2 separate regions of the Hordeum vulgare genome follow, and region 1 is linked to region 2. The links are chromatin contacts, called in public Hi-C maps. All regions are on one chromosome and are shown on one strand. Each heading gives the region's core, a stretch centred on a gene start, on an enhancer-like site or on the middle of the called end of the contact. The rest is flanking DNA. Distances are from core to core; before and after follow the strand shown. Region 1 holds the start of LOC123447761 (exosome complex component RRP43). Region 2 holds the start of LOC123447756.

Region 1 (7,632 bases), core at 175-2,674, 520 kb after region 2:
TCATTTTAGGCTTGAGAAAGCTCGAACGGAAAATCTCAAGTCCGAGTCTGACCTGGCCCAGCCAAAAAATAAACATCCGGCCCTAATGGAATAATAAGATCAATTTCGGGTTGGGCCTCAGTGTAAAATGACAATTTTTCAAGCTTGAGTCCATCCCAAAATACAAACCGGGCCTAGTTTTCAATCCTGAGCCCAGCCGAACACAAAGCACGGTCCGGCTTGGCCTGGGTTTTTCGGTCCGGGCTGCGCATGTCTGGGTGTAGTTCAATCCCCTGATTCTGTAGATACTAGACCGATCCTTTTAAAAGATCAGCCGTGAGCCGTCAAATTTTTCGTGTCTGACAAATAGAGTGTGCCTCACAATTGCAACGCAGATTGTTGCATAATTAATTTTTTTTTTGCAACATAGTAGAATTATTTCTGTAACATATGCCTTGTTGCAAACTTTTTTAAGCAACCATTTTGCTGATTTTTTTAAGGAAAAGATTACATCCCACCGGCTGATCCGGTTGATCCATCCGTCGCCCGCTCGTTCATTAGATCTCGCCTCAATCACGAACCAGATTTTGAAACTGGTTCGTTGTTTCAGAAACTGGAGCGTTGTTTCACGAACGGGGGCTGAAGCTGGAGCATTCCAGGTTCCTCTGCTACCGGGGACGAGCCTGTCGGAGTCCGGCGAACCGCCGCCGCCGTCGGTCCTCGCCAGCTCGCCGGATCCCCACCTCGCTGACGAGATCCAGCCCCTCGCCGGATCCCCACCTCGCCGGATCGCCGGATCCCCACCTTGTGCGACGAACGAGGAGGTGTGCGGCGCGAACGCCGGCGAGTCCCGCCGTCGGGGAGCTTCTCTGCCTCGCTGGAGATGCGTCCCTGCTCGCGCGCCCGACTCTCCGTTGAGCATGGATCCCGGCTGCAACGTGACTTTCGTTGTAAAAATTCCTGAAACTCGAGCGTTGTTGCAAAAAATTCTTCTGTAAAAATACTATGTTACAGAAAGACGAAAAAAAAAATCTGCAACAAGCAATTTGTTTCTGAAACTCGACCGTTGTTTCAGGAATTAACGGATCCAAAGTTTATTTCTTGCAACAAAGCGAAAGTTTCCACAACTCGAGCGTCGTTTCAGGAAATAACTACTGACCATGCGGCGGGAATGCAGGGCGTTAGATTGGCATCCGACGACTAGCTAGGTGACGGATAATTTTTAAAAATCATCTAGCGAACGTGTACCGTTCCCCATTTTTTTGCAACAGTTACATAACCTAGTTTAAGTCATAAGTAACAGCCTTTTTTTTGAACTTTCATAATTAACAGCCTTATATTTATCTTTTGTAAGAGTAAATTTTCGTGAATGTATTTTTATTTTATTTGAAAAACTTCGAAATGCAGCTTTCTTAAACAGCTCATTTGACCACGCGAAGCAGCCGGCGCTGATTAGCTACAGGGAGGCCGGGCGGCATAAACCCTAGGAACCCCGCGGCTCTTCCCTCCCTCCCTCTCTCTCTCTCCCTCCCGACAGAGCACGGCGCGACCCGCCGACCGTGGGAATGGCCGCGGAGACCGACGCGACGGCGCCCGGCGGGCTCGCGGGGGAGATGGAGGTCGAGGCGTACCGCCGCCTCTTCCCCCTCGCGTTCCTCGAGCGCCACCTCCGCGAGTCCGTCCGGCCCGACGCCCGACGCCTCGCCGAAGCCCGCCCCACCACCGTCGCGCTCGGCGCCGTCTCCTCCGCGCACGGGTCCGCCCTCGTCCGCCTCGGCGACACCGTAAGCTCCCCCTTTCGACCCCACGACCTTTTATCCGGCTCCCATTGCCGTATTGGCTGGCGTTGCGCCCCACCTGTTTGACGAAATGCCTTCCGTTGCCCCAGGCCATGCTCGCGTCGATCAAGCTCGAGGTGATGTCGCCCCCCGCCGAGACCCCGGACCAAGGATCAGTTGGTTCGTGTGGCCTTGCTCTTCCTTTAGCTGCTGCTGCTGCTGCCGGTGCTCTAGTTCTCAACGGTTTGGCTAACTTCACTGTTGTTTCCACAGCTGTGGAGTTCCACATGCCGCCTATCTGCTCCCCGCTTGTAAGACCAGGACGGCCAGCGGAGGCTGCGCCGGTTATCTCCAAGGCCCTGGAGGACGTCCTCATGAGGTTTTTGTTGTGGCTTGCCATTTCTTGTCTATCTTCGCCTCGCTGACACAAGGGATGGATGTATTACTGTATTCTGCTTTCAGCAAATCGTTATGGTGTAGTTTTAGATAGTGGGATATGATTACTTCTGTTGGTTCGTTCTTCCACAGCAAATAAGTACTGTATGTCGCACCTACAAGAGCACTGTTTGAAATCTATTCATTTGATTCTCTTTTCCTTTAGCCTGCTGATCACTTGAAGTCCGACATATGATTGTTGATGTAAATGGGTCGTTTCAAATATATTTTCCACAAATTGTTTCTGTGAATTGAAATCTCAGGGGTGTGATTTTACATTTCTTTCGCCGCATAAAATTCCGGTGATTATTTGATTGTTTCAAATGCAAGTTATAGGATAGGCATTAGTGTGCTTGCTGCTCAGGGATGCAGGTGATTTTTTTTCTGTCCCAGATTGGAGATGTAAGTTCGGTGATTTACATGATTACACAAATTTTCTACCTATCGTGCTCTAACACTTCTCTTTTCTCATATATGGCATACACTGAAATTACTTTATTGTATCCTCTTTTGTAGCTCTGGGATGCTAAATTTGAAGGAGCTCTGTTTGATCAGTGGGAAGGCTTCGTGGGTAGCATACTTGGTAATACACCTTCGATTTTGACATTGTGAGCTCGTCAGTGTTCATTGAACCAAAACATTTCCCTGACCAACCATCTTCAGAAGTCACTAGGACAAAATTCATGTGATATTGTTAAGTCGAATAAGATTTGGAAGGCCTCCACCCCTGAATTTCACTGAGGATCGACACTAACATTAGCGCTCCTCAATGGAGTATGATCAGCTTAGCGTAGCAACAAACAAGATAAATAAAACACAGCAGAAATTAAAGAAAATAAGAGCGTATGCATGATAACTCTGTTGTCTTTTTCTATTTCTTACTATGCTGATGTAGTTAGGATTTAATATAGTTCTGATGTTGGTGGTTAATTTGAGCTCCTACCTCTACTTAACAAGAGTTGCTTGTGTAATGTGGTGTTCATGCCTCGTGTATGGTAGCACCAGATATGTTGTTTCTCTAGATTGCTGCACTGGGCAAGCATGTGGCGTGCTTGTACATTGTACAAACCCAATGACGAGACATAAGTTTGAGATACCCGTTCGTAATAAGTATGCCAAATAGATATGTGCTCCGTTTATTTCTTGACACCTCAATTTTACAGGATGTCTATTGTTTGAATGCTGATGGATCTCTTTTCGATGCTGCATTGATTTCAGTGGTGGCTGCATTTACACATTGTAAGTTCAATTTGTTCTCTCTCTTAGTTAATTTGATATCCTTCCACTATTCAGTTGACCTATAATTGGAAACTATACTATTGGTTTTCTGCTGGTGGTTACTCAATAAAGTATGAACTGTTAGTGATTCAATCTTGTCTTTCTACTTTTTTTTATATTTCAAGCGCCTCATGGAGTTAACTGAGAAAATTTGTATGCACCTTCACATTTTAACCAGACCTGACCATAGTATTGTCAATTTTTGTACTTTGTATGGGTTGATTTTTGAGTTATGAAGTTTATATAACCTTTTGAAATTCCGAACAACGAGAACCATATAAAATACGGTAGCTTAAACCATATTGTGTGAGTCCCAAGTTTTGTTTCTAACTCGAGTAAGGTACAATGGCATGACTCATGATTGACTTGATTTTTTCAACCAAACTGACACTGTAACACGGAATACTTTGATGGTTTATGCATGGAACTTTTGGAATGAATCTGAATGATCTCTCAACTTGATTTTCTTTACCTTGATAGTTCAGGTTTGAATAGAGAATCTGTGTATATTACTGTAAGTGGTATGTACTGCATTAAGCTTGTGCCAGGTTCTCAATATGAGAATACATTTCATTTGTTGAGAGCACTGGCCTAAAGCTGTTCACACACTTATTCTGTGATAAACCTGGCAGAGGAAACGATGCTGTTACTTGGTTACTTTCTTACAAGGGACTTTTTGTATCCTGCTTGATTCTGCTTGTTTTGTCCTGTAGTTGAACATTTGTGTGACTTGGCACTAGCAGTATCTCCATGTCTCCTTTTCATGAGCGACTCTGAACACTCTAGTTTCCATTATTAATACTATGCTGCTTTCACAGTGGAAATTCCTCTGGTATCTGTTGGTGACGATGGTAGGGTGTTTACTGTTGGAGGCAATGAAGGCAAAACCAAATATGAATTGGTAAACAGAGAAAAAAGGAAGCTTACTCTTGGTGACATTCCATTTCCTCTCACATGTGCACTCCACAAGGATAGTATTCTAGCGGACCCAACTGCTGAAGAAGAATCGATAATAGAGACCTCTGTGACAGTTGTTCTAGATTCTTCCGGCCGCTTAGCGTCAATACAAAAACCTGGAGGTGGAGTGACGTCCATGGCAGCTATTAAGGTTAGATTTCCGATCCCTTTCCCCATATATACATAACAATGGAAATATGGTTTATTTCCAGATGTCTTAGTAATTTAGTATGCATCCAAGACAACTATTTTAGCTAATTGATGTTCATTTTATTGTATCACGCTACCTTGATATATCCATGGTCGTGGATGGCATATTTTCACCATTGGTTTGTGGTGGATGTAGTGGAAGAGCCAATGACCTTTTCTTTGTGCAGGCGTGCATTGGCTTGGCGAAAGAAAGAGGACAAAAGTTGAAGGAAATACTCACGGACTCCATTGAAGCAATGGAAGTCGACCAAGCTGAATAAGTCGGTGCAAATAGTGCTAATTCAGTGGTTGTACTGCCACTGGTAGTGACATAGAAATTTTGTTGCTTTTAACTGTGGGATTATTTTTCTAGTGACGAATGCAAGATGTAACAATCCGTACCCTGCATATGACTCGACGATATTAGCCGCATTATTTTTCCGAGTTTGTTTCCTGATTTTTCTGGTAGCTATTTTACAGAGTTTAAACTTCATTTCTGGTATTTATTTGTGTGCACCCATTGTTCAGAGGTGGTTACCTTTGGTTTTGTGTTTTTCATTTTGATTTATTGGTAGTCTAATTTTGTTATCTTGAGGATTGTCAATCTCCTTCATTTTGGTTGTAGAGCTCCCGATGCTTCAGAAATACTCCCTCTGTTTCAAACGCTTGCATTTTGACATGGAGGGAGTATTTATTTTTCATGCGTCTTTTTTTTTCATTGAATTTTCCCGTGTCATTTGTGAATAACTATATAAATACAATTATTCCCTCCATTACCCGTCATGGTTCTACTGCTGCGCAAATTTGACTATTCAGCTTTGAGACGTTAGAGAGAACTACACAGAAGCATGATACATGTTGAGCGCCAACTAAATGTAACAATACTTGATATTTGACCAATGTTTATTCTTGGAATGTTATACACCTTGCGATCAATAACTACCAAGAACATGCAAATGCCAGTTAGATCTAATTGAAGACATAAGTGCAATGAGAAATCCTTAGATCACAAGTGAAGGCGATTCAATGAAATACGATCATCCACAAAACCTGTCTACTATCCATAAGGAAACCAGAAATTCTACTGGAAGAGTGGGGGGTCGCGAAATCCATCAAGCAGCCTTCTTCTTTTTCTTTGACTTCAGCATGACAAGACCGATGAATATACTTAGGAATGAAAGTAGCACGACGCCGGCAAACACAGGGATGAAGATTGCGTATTCTTGAGGTAGAAAGTATTGGTGGACAAAATGATCATCGTCAACAAATGGCTGGGTGGGAAAACAGAAACAAAATCACCATCGATACATTAATGCAGAAACATATATAGAAATGAAGCATGTAATGCCCATAAGTTACTAACCAAGATTATGACCCAGAAAGTGTAGTAGGTAAAAATGGATAAACTCGTCATGGTCAACACAAGACCGACTGCTTTGTCACCCATTTCCATTTCTTCAGAAGTTATAGGAACCTAGTCTTGGTTTGAGATTAAAAAAAAAACTGGGTTTCCTGTACAGGTAAATGCAAACACGGTGAGTATCCAAATAACTTCACATGGTAAGGTTCATAAAATGAAGTGCCATGATAGTGACATCAAAATAAATAAATACTCCCTCTATAAAGAAATATAAGAGCATTTGGATCACTAAAGTAGTGATCTAAACGCTCTTACATTTCTTTACGGAGTAAAGTACTTATATTTCTTTACGGAGGGAATACACAATAATACCAAAAGTCCTGATGTACTTGGAGGTGCAACATGGTAACGTAATAAACCTGAGGAACCACTCCACCGCTAAAGCAACAAACTACAGTAGAGGCAAAATCATCAACTGCATATCTAGTGTAAGCATTAACTATACTTTTGGCCTAAATTTAGGCGAAATTTTTCTGCATTGCCATATCTTGCTGAACTTTTGATGACTAATGGACGTAATACTAGGTGAATCTCATATTGCAAATTAAACAACTGGAGAACTCAGCCTGAATTCAATAAGCAACCAATCAGCAAGTATTGCATTTCAATGTTGCAACAAGTAAAACTTGCTCACTAGAATTTCTAAGCACCAATAAAATAGAGTTCAGAGTGTCGCATATCATTTGGGACAACCGAAATACAGAGCTATTATATTCAGGGTGGTGAAGAAGCAACAAAGTCATGTCAAAAGTATGCAGAAAAAGTATCTCCACCAACCACTGCTAGTCCTGCAAACTTCTCAGATGAGCCACTCGACGAATACAAAAACCTTGTGCAAGGAAACTCTTTTGATGATTACATAGATTCAGTATATCAAAAAATAGCTGATAACAGAACACCTTTCATCACCTAGATTATGCTTTGTTATGGGCAGTGATGCTACTACAACAAGCAAGATTTTATTGTCCCTTGTTCACGAATAGAAGAATTTTCTTATGACATGGAGACACATCACAAACGATGCATCTAGGAGATACTGCAAAAGGTAATTCATCCTTTGTTAAATTTTAATAATATGTGAGATTTTACTGTTGATGGTAACACACAAGGTGTCTGCAGCTCTTTCGCTTCATTACAAGAGGTAGATCCACTAGTATGGCTTCTTGATTTTGATTAGCACAAATTATATGGAGTTACTACAGTTCAAATACAGTCCTGACATCAGTTTGTCTTTTGATATAATCATTTTTCAAAGTAGTAACTACACAAGCACCGCTGGGCAAGAACACAGTATACAGAGATCGCCAACAAATTCAAACGCAGGCAGATGAAATCAACCCATGGCTCCAGAATGAAGCAGTGAACTTAACTCTCTCTTCCATAAACGTCAAGCGTTCAGGAGAAATTAGAGCTGTCTAATGGGTAAGAGGGAATAACCTCTTCCATCATTTCCTGTTTAGGCCTTCTGTTTCTACCTTCGCATCTTTCAAAATAAGATTAAAGCATAGACTGCCAGAGCAGACGACCAAATTGGCAACATAGGTGCTATACATTGTGCTCTACGGCTGTATGTGTAGATAGATGGTTAGTTTTGCC
Region 2 (7,148 bases), core at 3,309-5,808:
GAAATGACCACGAACAGGAAAAAAAATGGAGGATTCCCGTGATAGAGGAGAAAAAAAAGATAAAACAAGTTTTAAATCACTAGTTGATCGATCGCATAGTGGTTACCATTGTTCGAGTTTATAGAACGATCGAGTCCTTCAGACACGTTTTTGAACATTTTTACCGAATATATAGACATACATGGGCCGGCCCAGATGTCTGGTGGAGGGGTTGCGCTGGAGGCACCCGTTCGTAAACGGGCGCATATGCGTCAAATAGGATTTTTCTGAAATTACTAATTAAGGAGTATATCTTTCATAGATCATTTTCACCTCTCTTCGGGTTGCGACAAGCGACAAGTGACACATTGTATGCGTGTCACTTGCCGCAACCTGAGAGTTTTTCCTTTTTTCGTTGATTCGTATTTTCAAAATGTTTTATCTTCTAAACCATGCGTCCAAATCTCGAACCGATTTCACCGTTGGATTTCTCACGTTGAAATATTTAAAATTAGATCCCATGTTGATATGTTTTAATAACTTTTTTCATGAAAAAACCAGACAAAAAACCGCGTCTCTCGTGATAGGAAATAAAAACAGAAAACACGTTTTTTGAGCTTTTTCCTTTCCGTGGCTCTCACGAAAGTAAAACTATGCCTCTCGCGGAAAAAACGTGTTTTCCCCTTTTGGAGAGGCACGGGCGTGGCTCTCTGAAAGGCAAAGTTGTGGCTCTCGCGAAAGCAAAATCGTACCTCTCGCAAAAAAACAAAAAACACGTTTTTTTCTCTTTTCGAGAGGCACGGCTGTGGCTCTCGCAAAGGCAAAACCGTGCCTTTCGCGGAAGCAAAAACTGTGTCTCTCGCAAAAAAAACACCCCACATAAAACGCGTTTTTCTTTGTTTTCAGAACACACGACCGTGTCTTTTGTAAAAGGCAAAACCGTACCTCCCACGAAAATATAACCGTGTTTCTCACGAAAAAAACAGAAAACGTATAAAATTTTTAAAACTTTTTTTTGTTAAAAAGAAAAAAGAAAGGCTGGTGAAAAATCGAAACACCAGAAAAAGCAAAAAAAAAACACGTGCAAAAAAAGAAAAAACGAAATTAAAATAAAACGCTCACGTACGACACGTGACGCCGGCTAAGAACACATCAAATAAGGGCGCGTGGGAATGCTCGTTAGGACCGAAGGAGCCCTATGCTCTCGGATTTCCGAGTTCCAGTTATTTCGGCTGAGCGAGCAGAGCGGGAACAGTCCACTACACAATTTGGGCCGAATCCACGGGGCCCTGCTCCGGGTCAAACTCGATGGGAAGAGCAGTCCTCCGCCCCATCTGGCGAGCCCCGCCGCCGTCGACGCGTTCCAGTTTCACACCTTCTCTAGCCACGCCGCTGACTGCTGCCGCCAGACAGCAACGGTGAGCTCTCCTTCCATCCATCCATCCATCTTTTTTCTTTCGCGTATTGTGTTGTCTGTTCTTGGGTTCTGCTGCTGCTGCCGAGGGATAATGTGATTGATGCAGCTGCGCGACTGTGTTGACTGCGTAGGTAATTTATCACTGGGCGGATTTATTTGCCAAACTCCCTCACCGCTGTAGCCTTGCAATTGATCCCCCGTTGATTTAGCTTCACTGTATCTTGTTCTTACTGTAGTTGCTATTGCTGCAAGTTGGATCACGGGTTGGTTGAGCAAACGCCTACAAATATTCATGGGGTAATTCACACAATCCAAATCTCTGTTGTGTTATAGCTTCATTCATTCCGTAAAAGTCCAGTGATTTGTTTTTTTTGCATACGAACATTTCGGCATGCTTATCTTGCTTATGAACGTGGCTGAAATTCTGAATCAAATGTGTTCTTGGTTCAGAGGTTTTGCTAAACAACTAAATTAAACGTACATACATGCCTCCGAAAGATGGAGGCTGTTACGCGGTCATCTCGTGTCTATTGCAAATTGTTGAAGCAAATTAGCTCTATGATGTGACAACATCTCTTCTTCATTCTCTGAAATCTACGACACCAAATCCTAGCTAAAGCGGTCACCGTGCCACCCTCAGGATCGCAGGCTGGTGCAGCCAAGGAGGAGACTGATTCGTCTCATCGGCAACGGTAAACCTCCAGCTCTCAGTCTGAAACCTCACCGCCCTTGCGTCAAACTCCTTGAACTGAGCCAGATCGGATTCGGTCGATGTTGATGACACCGCCATCCCGGAGTCTGAGTTTGAAGACTTGCCGACTTGCTTTCCCTTGTGGCTTCTGCTGCTCCCGGTTGCCAGAGTGAGCTCAAGGTCGCATTTTTCTGCAGCAGAGGCAGGGGTGCAGTTGTTTGAGAAGCTATAGAGTTGCTGACGGTTGGCGGCTTTGTCGTCCCGCCAGATCTCGAGCTTAGGTTTCGTCTCAGCGTGAGCCTGGTTCTTCCCAGCTATCTGCGTCTCCCTCATCAGCTGTTTCTGAACATGGTAAACTCGGTGCATCTCATGAACCTGGTTCAGCAAAGATGTGCAGATTTGGTCAGAAGCTTTTTCACCTATATTGAAGTGCACAACTAATGCAGTACTGCTTCCTAGAAACTAGTTGTAATGTCTCAACTACTTGCTTGTACTCTATTTCCTCACACCTATCACTACTCTTACCTCCATCAACTGGATATAAAATAGGACGCAGAGAGGGCATGGTGCAACCTACCATTACTTAGGAAGTCACACTCACAATCTGTGCAAAGACTTTCCCTTGTTTGCAAGGTAGGAGACACCAAACTGCATGCTACAGAGGCTGGTTTGAACTATACTTTGGGAATGAGAGACATCAGGATATAGCCTCTTTCAGACTAGTGAGCTCAGTGGGCTACATATATAGTTTTAACCTATGTCCAACCTGTCAGGACCATATTGGATGGGAAGACGCCTATTACTTTTAAAACATGGGTATGCTCACATTTGTTGATGCATTGGAGAAATTGACTTATGTGTTAAGGCGTTGCATGTTCTGGTTAATTCCCCGACTATGGAGAGCTGCATACACACTCACGAAATTGCCCAGGGAAAAGTTGGTGATGATGCCTGATCCTTGGCTGTACTCTGAAGGTGTGTGCCATATTCTACTGGAAGATGCACACATAGTTAGAACAGTGCTTACACGAGTGTGTTGCCTTACCTGTTGTCTGAATGTTTGTTCTTGCCTCAGGATAACCATCTTCATCTCCTCTCTGTCCATCTCTTGGAAAATGCTAGTTGCAAGTCTTTGTGTGACTACCTCCAATCTGCTTCATGGGAATATCACAATGAGTACCGCATGCAATTTCTGGCGTAAATGGCAATAATATGATCTATGTTCAGCGCTGAACTATTTCTTGGTAGTGCCTTGTTCCATGAATCGGTAGCTTTCATCACAACCTATGTACTTATGTCCTTCAGGAAGAAAAGAAAAACGCCTGAATTTCATTTTTGCGAAGAAACCAATTTTCATTATTTTTTTTCCGGTTGAACTTATAGCTTACACCCTAGTACAAACGGTCAAATCTTATAGTCCCTCCGATCCATATTAGTTGTCGTAGTTTTAGTACAAAGTTGTACCAAAGCCGCCACAAGTAGTATGGATAGGAGGGAGTAGTATTTCTCTAACTAAGTGAACTGCATTCTGTTACGCTTCTGGCAACAACCGTAACACTGCTCTTTCTTTGACAGGGTAGCAAAATGGTGGAGCTACGAGGGAGACGGAGAAAGAAGTAGCTGGCAAATTCCCTTTCAGACCAGCGCATGCCACTAGGCCTTCCGACAAAATTCATCGCAAGATACAGAATATCACAAGGCTAGAGCACTTGAGAAAAACACAAGGATCTGCGTACTCTGAGCTCTGAAGCACGCCACACATGTTCCATGGAAGAAGAAGAAGAAGAAACAAGACAAGGAAGAAGAGATCAGATGAAGGCTGTGCCCACCTCTGTCTTGGTTTCCAGCCGCTGAATTCCGCTCCCAAAGAAGGTACTCCCTCTGCCTCTCCGAGAGAAGCTTTCCTCTCTTACAGTTACAGTTTGTTTACCAGGCCAGAGCTTTGCTTGTGCTGAGATGCAAGCAAGCAAGCAAGGAGCAAGCAGGTCGGCGTGTATGGTAGATATAGATATGTCGTGAGGTGAGGCACCAAGTCGAGAGGGAGGTGATGAAGGAGATACAAGATTCTCTCCGGGCTGCCATGAGCTTCACAGCGCAGCAACTGGTGGGGCCTTTTGTAGGCATGCCGAACGAATCCAAGTCACTTTGGCCAATGAGGTTCCATTCCATGTATCCTGATGTGTGAAAGATGCTTCTCCGTCCAGTGCCAAGGAAAAGGATAGGCATGATGAGATAAGAAGCTCCAGCTCCGGCTGGGTAGTATTATATTTTTGGACAACCTCTAAACTCAAATGCCTATGTGTCCCCTGGTCTCTCTACACACCCGAAACGCCTTGGTTTTAATAATAATGTTATCTATACACATGCACTTGGATTGCCTGCTAGGGGTTGCAGATTTTCTTGTAATATCAATTTGGGTTTTCATGTAATGGTATCATTAAGGTTTCATCCAAGACAATATTTCTAGCAAAGGCCGGGTGTTTGCTTTGTGTTTGTATCCACTTGATCCTTCAATAAAATCCATCTTTATCGAAAAATGAGAATATTTCTAGCAATCGTCATAAATCATACCGGTACACTACCAAATATGTTGAGGGTGTGTGCTTTGTTTTTTCTTTTAGAAAGGAGGATAACCTTTGATGTACTTACAGGGGTGCCGTAGCGCACTAGAGTTCTCAATCATTTTTGTGGATCAATCGCTCCCAAGAATCATTGAGCAGACAAGTCGACATGCAGTGTGTTTAGATCTCTTGTATTCACATGCGCACCGGATTACTACTATCAACTCCAGTTGTCCAGATCCTAAACATATTATAGTTTGCTTATGTTAGTGCCATCCCAAGTCAAACTATCAGCCTCGCATGGGAAATAAAGCTACTGGACGATGGCGACAGCTCATGCAATTAATTTATATTTGGTGTAGAACATGTCATGCTTTTTCCCGGGATAATTAAGTTTATGACTTGTACATCAGTACATTATTTGGCTTCAATGATATTATTAGAGCATCTACAACCGAAAGCCCTATACCCGTCCCAAATGCTCAGGCAGGCTACGCGGTCACTGTCCGATCGCAAAATTGCCACCCAACCGGACGCCCCAAACTTAGCCCAAACACTCGGTTTGACTGGCAACCCTCATATTGTGTTTGGACACGCCTACCACGTCTGCTGTCAAGCAAAGAGCATGCGACGGCACGGTCCGATGTTGACAAGTAGCCAGCTACGGCCAGTCGGTCCAGTTCGGCCTGGTCCATGGTGGAGGGCTTCTACTTGCCCTTGGTCAAGGAAGGAGCTTTGGGCTCCGCCACGGGTTTGTTCTCGGCGACTATTGCTTTCCCTCCCTTGTGTTGCTTCCCGTCTCCGCCCTTGGTGTCAGAGGTGGCTACATGCTAAAAGTGTTGTCTTTAGGCGAGGTACTTAGGAGGAGGCAAGAGCTCTAGACGCAAGGAGGAAGATGGCCGGGGGAATGGAAGCTTAAAAAAATCCCCAGCTCTCTCCTCTCTTTTTATAAGCAGGGTAGAAATGGAATGACGGCAGGATAATATTGCCATGTGGCATTAAATCATCTTCCTTCCCCATATTTATGGGTTAATTACGCACGGGGATCGAAGAGGCAACCGACTAATTGTTAGGCATTTTGATGCACATGATCCCACTTGATGGGACGTAACCTTGGTTGGGCCCAAACCACGTTGGCGTGTCACATTGTCCATCAGGGGCAAGGACGCCACGTGGTTGGGTGGATCCACGGATAAGATCTGTTTGTGTTGTCAGAGCTAACAAGACGACCATCAGCCCGGGAGCGTGGGAATATTGCGCCCACATGCCAGTTGTGCGGGAATATTTCTGAGGTGTAGCCCGATCGAATTTGTGTGATATTCATCAGAACGAGTGCACGCTGAATGTCTCAGATACAACTTGTTGCCTACACCTCGGATGAGGGGGGTGTGCTTTCGTTGAACCAGTTTCAAGACCAGCTAGCTTTGAACCAGTTTCAAGACCAGCTTTGAAGACGAGGAACAACTTAGATGAGCCGAGGTGTGGCCGGACTTGAAGACTGGTTAAGGGGCTACTGATAGTGTCCTGGCTAGGGAGCCTCTCACCATGACGATTCTCGGTCTGGTGGGCCGGGCTGAGGACTGTCATGGCGATTGCGTCATGAACCACTTCGAGCATCTCATGACGATTATAAGGAATACCCCGAAGACTTGATGTATACTCCAGGACGACGTGTCTGTGAAGAACTCTGCATCCTCATACGTAGCCGACTAAGATCCATGTAAACTCTAGGAACCTCTGTGCCTATACAAACCGAGGGGACATGCTTGTAGAATACACATTACAATCTCTTGATAGATACCTTACTACACCCCCAACATAATAAATAGAAGCATGATATTAGGTATTATCTCCTCGGAGAGCCCGAACCTTGATAAAATCATGTGTCTCTGTTGCAATCATTCCTAGATGCCTAACTTAGGACTTCTAGCTCGAGATTTGTCGGACACGGTTCCTTCAGGGGTAGGGGGTATTTGTACGTCTACATTGTACTCGGTGTCCGTCAAATAAAATGTTAGAAACATAAATTGTCCTCTCCCCCTCCAATAGCATTTGTAACTTTTTTTTTTGAATGATCAATCAACAGCTTAATACAACTAGAGGATACCCCACATGTTGTTGCGGGAATTCATTGATAAAAAAATGGGACGATAACATGAGAATCAAAATTAAAGATACATATGACTTATTATATTTTTTGAAACGGTGTGACTTATTATAATTTGACTATATATATAGTTGTAATAATATTTATTCAATATAAGTAGAATAATTAAATAAAAATAATTTTTCCATGCATGGTTGAATGCATTTTCTCTTTGTGAGGGAACACATGGTTGAGTGCATAGGTCTTTTCTCATGCATGATTGCATATGTGGAGTGAACCTTATCTTATTCATAATTGTATGATGAAGCGACATACTTGTATGCTGAGAGAAATAAACTAGTGAGGATGACTCTTTTATGTACATATGATTATCTAATAATCATGTGTCTAATT

Evidence for each region. A called contact is a pair of places that touch in the nucleus more often than the background predicts.
Region 1: a Hi-C map of leaf shows a contact between it and region 2, with 2.9 times the contacts expected there. The contact joins the promoter of LOC123447761 here to the promoter of LOC123447756 in region 2. A contact is called at or near these places in 2 of 6 Hi-C or Micro-C datasets (both in leaf) and 1 of 1 datasets of contacts at active chromatin or transcription factors (embryo).

Annotation. Positions count from the first base shown.
Region 1 is chr4H:37,259,200-37,266,831 of MorexV3_pseudomolecules_assembly, forward strand. It overlaps LOC123447761 (exosome complex component RRP43), which reads left to right and starts at 1,425. Exons shown (of 7, transcript XM_045124414.1): 1 at 1,425-1,763; 2 at 1,868-1,937; 3 at 2,031-2,136; 4 at 2,709-2,775; 5 at 3,356-3,431; 6 at 4,289-4,578; 7 at 4,805-5,118. The coding sequence starts at 1,545. The coding sequence ends at 4,897. It overlaps LOC123447763 (dolichol-phosphate mannose synthase subunit 2), which reads right to left. Exons shown (of 3, transcript XM_045124415.1): 2 at 5,980-6,128; 3 at 5,487-5,887. The coding sequence starts at 6,069. The coding sequence ends at 5,729.
Region 2 is chr4H:36,736,722-36,743,869 of MorexV3_pseudomolecules_assembly, forward strand. LOC123447756 reads right to left here and starts at 4,559. Exons shown (of 3, transcript XM_045124409.1): 1 at 3,917-4,559; 2 at 3,133-3,238; 3 at 1,918-2,462. The coding sequence starts at 3,192. The coding sequence ends at 2,019. It overlaps LOC123447757 (a long non-coding RNA gene), which reads left to right and starts at 1,171. Exons shown (of 3, transcript XR_006631533.1): 1 at 1,171-1,397; 2 at 1,633-1,693; 3 at 3,663-3,910.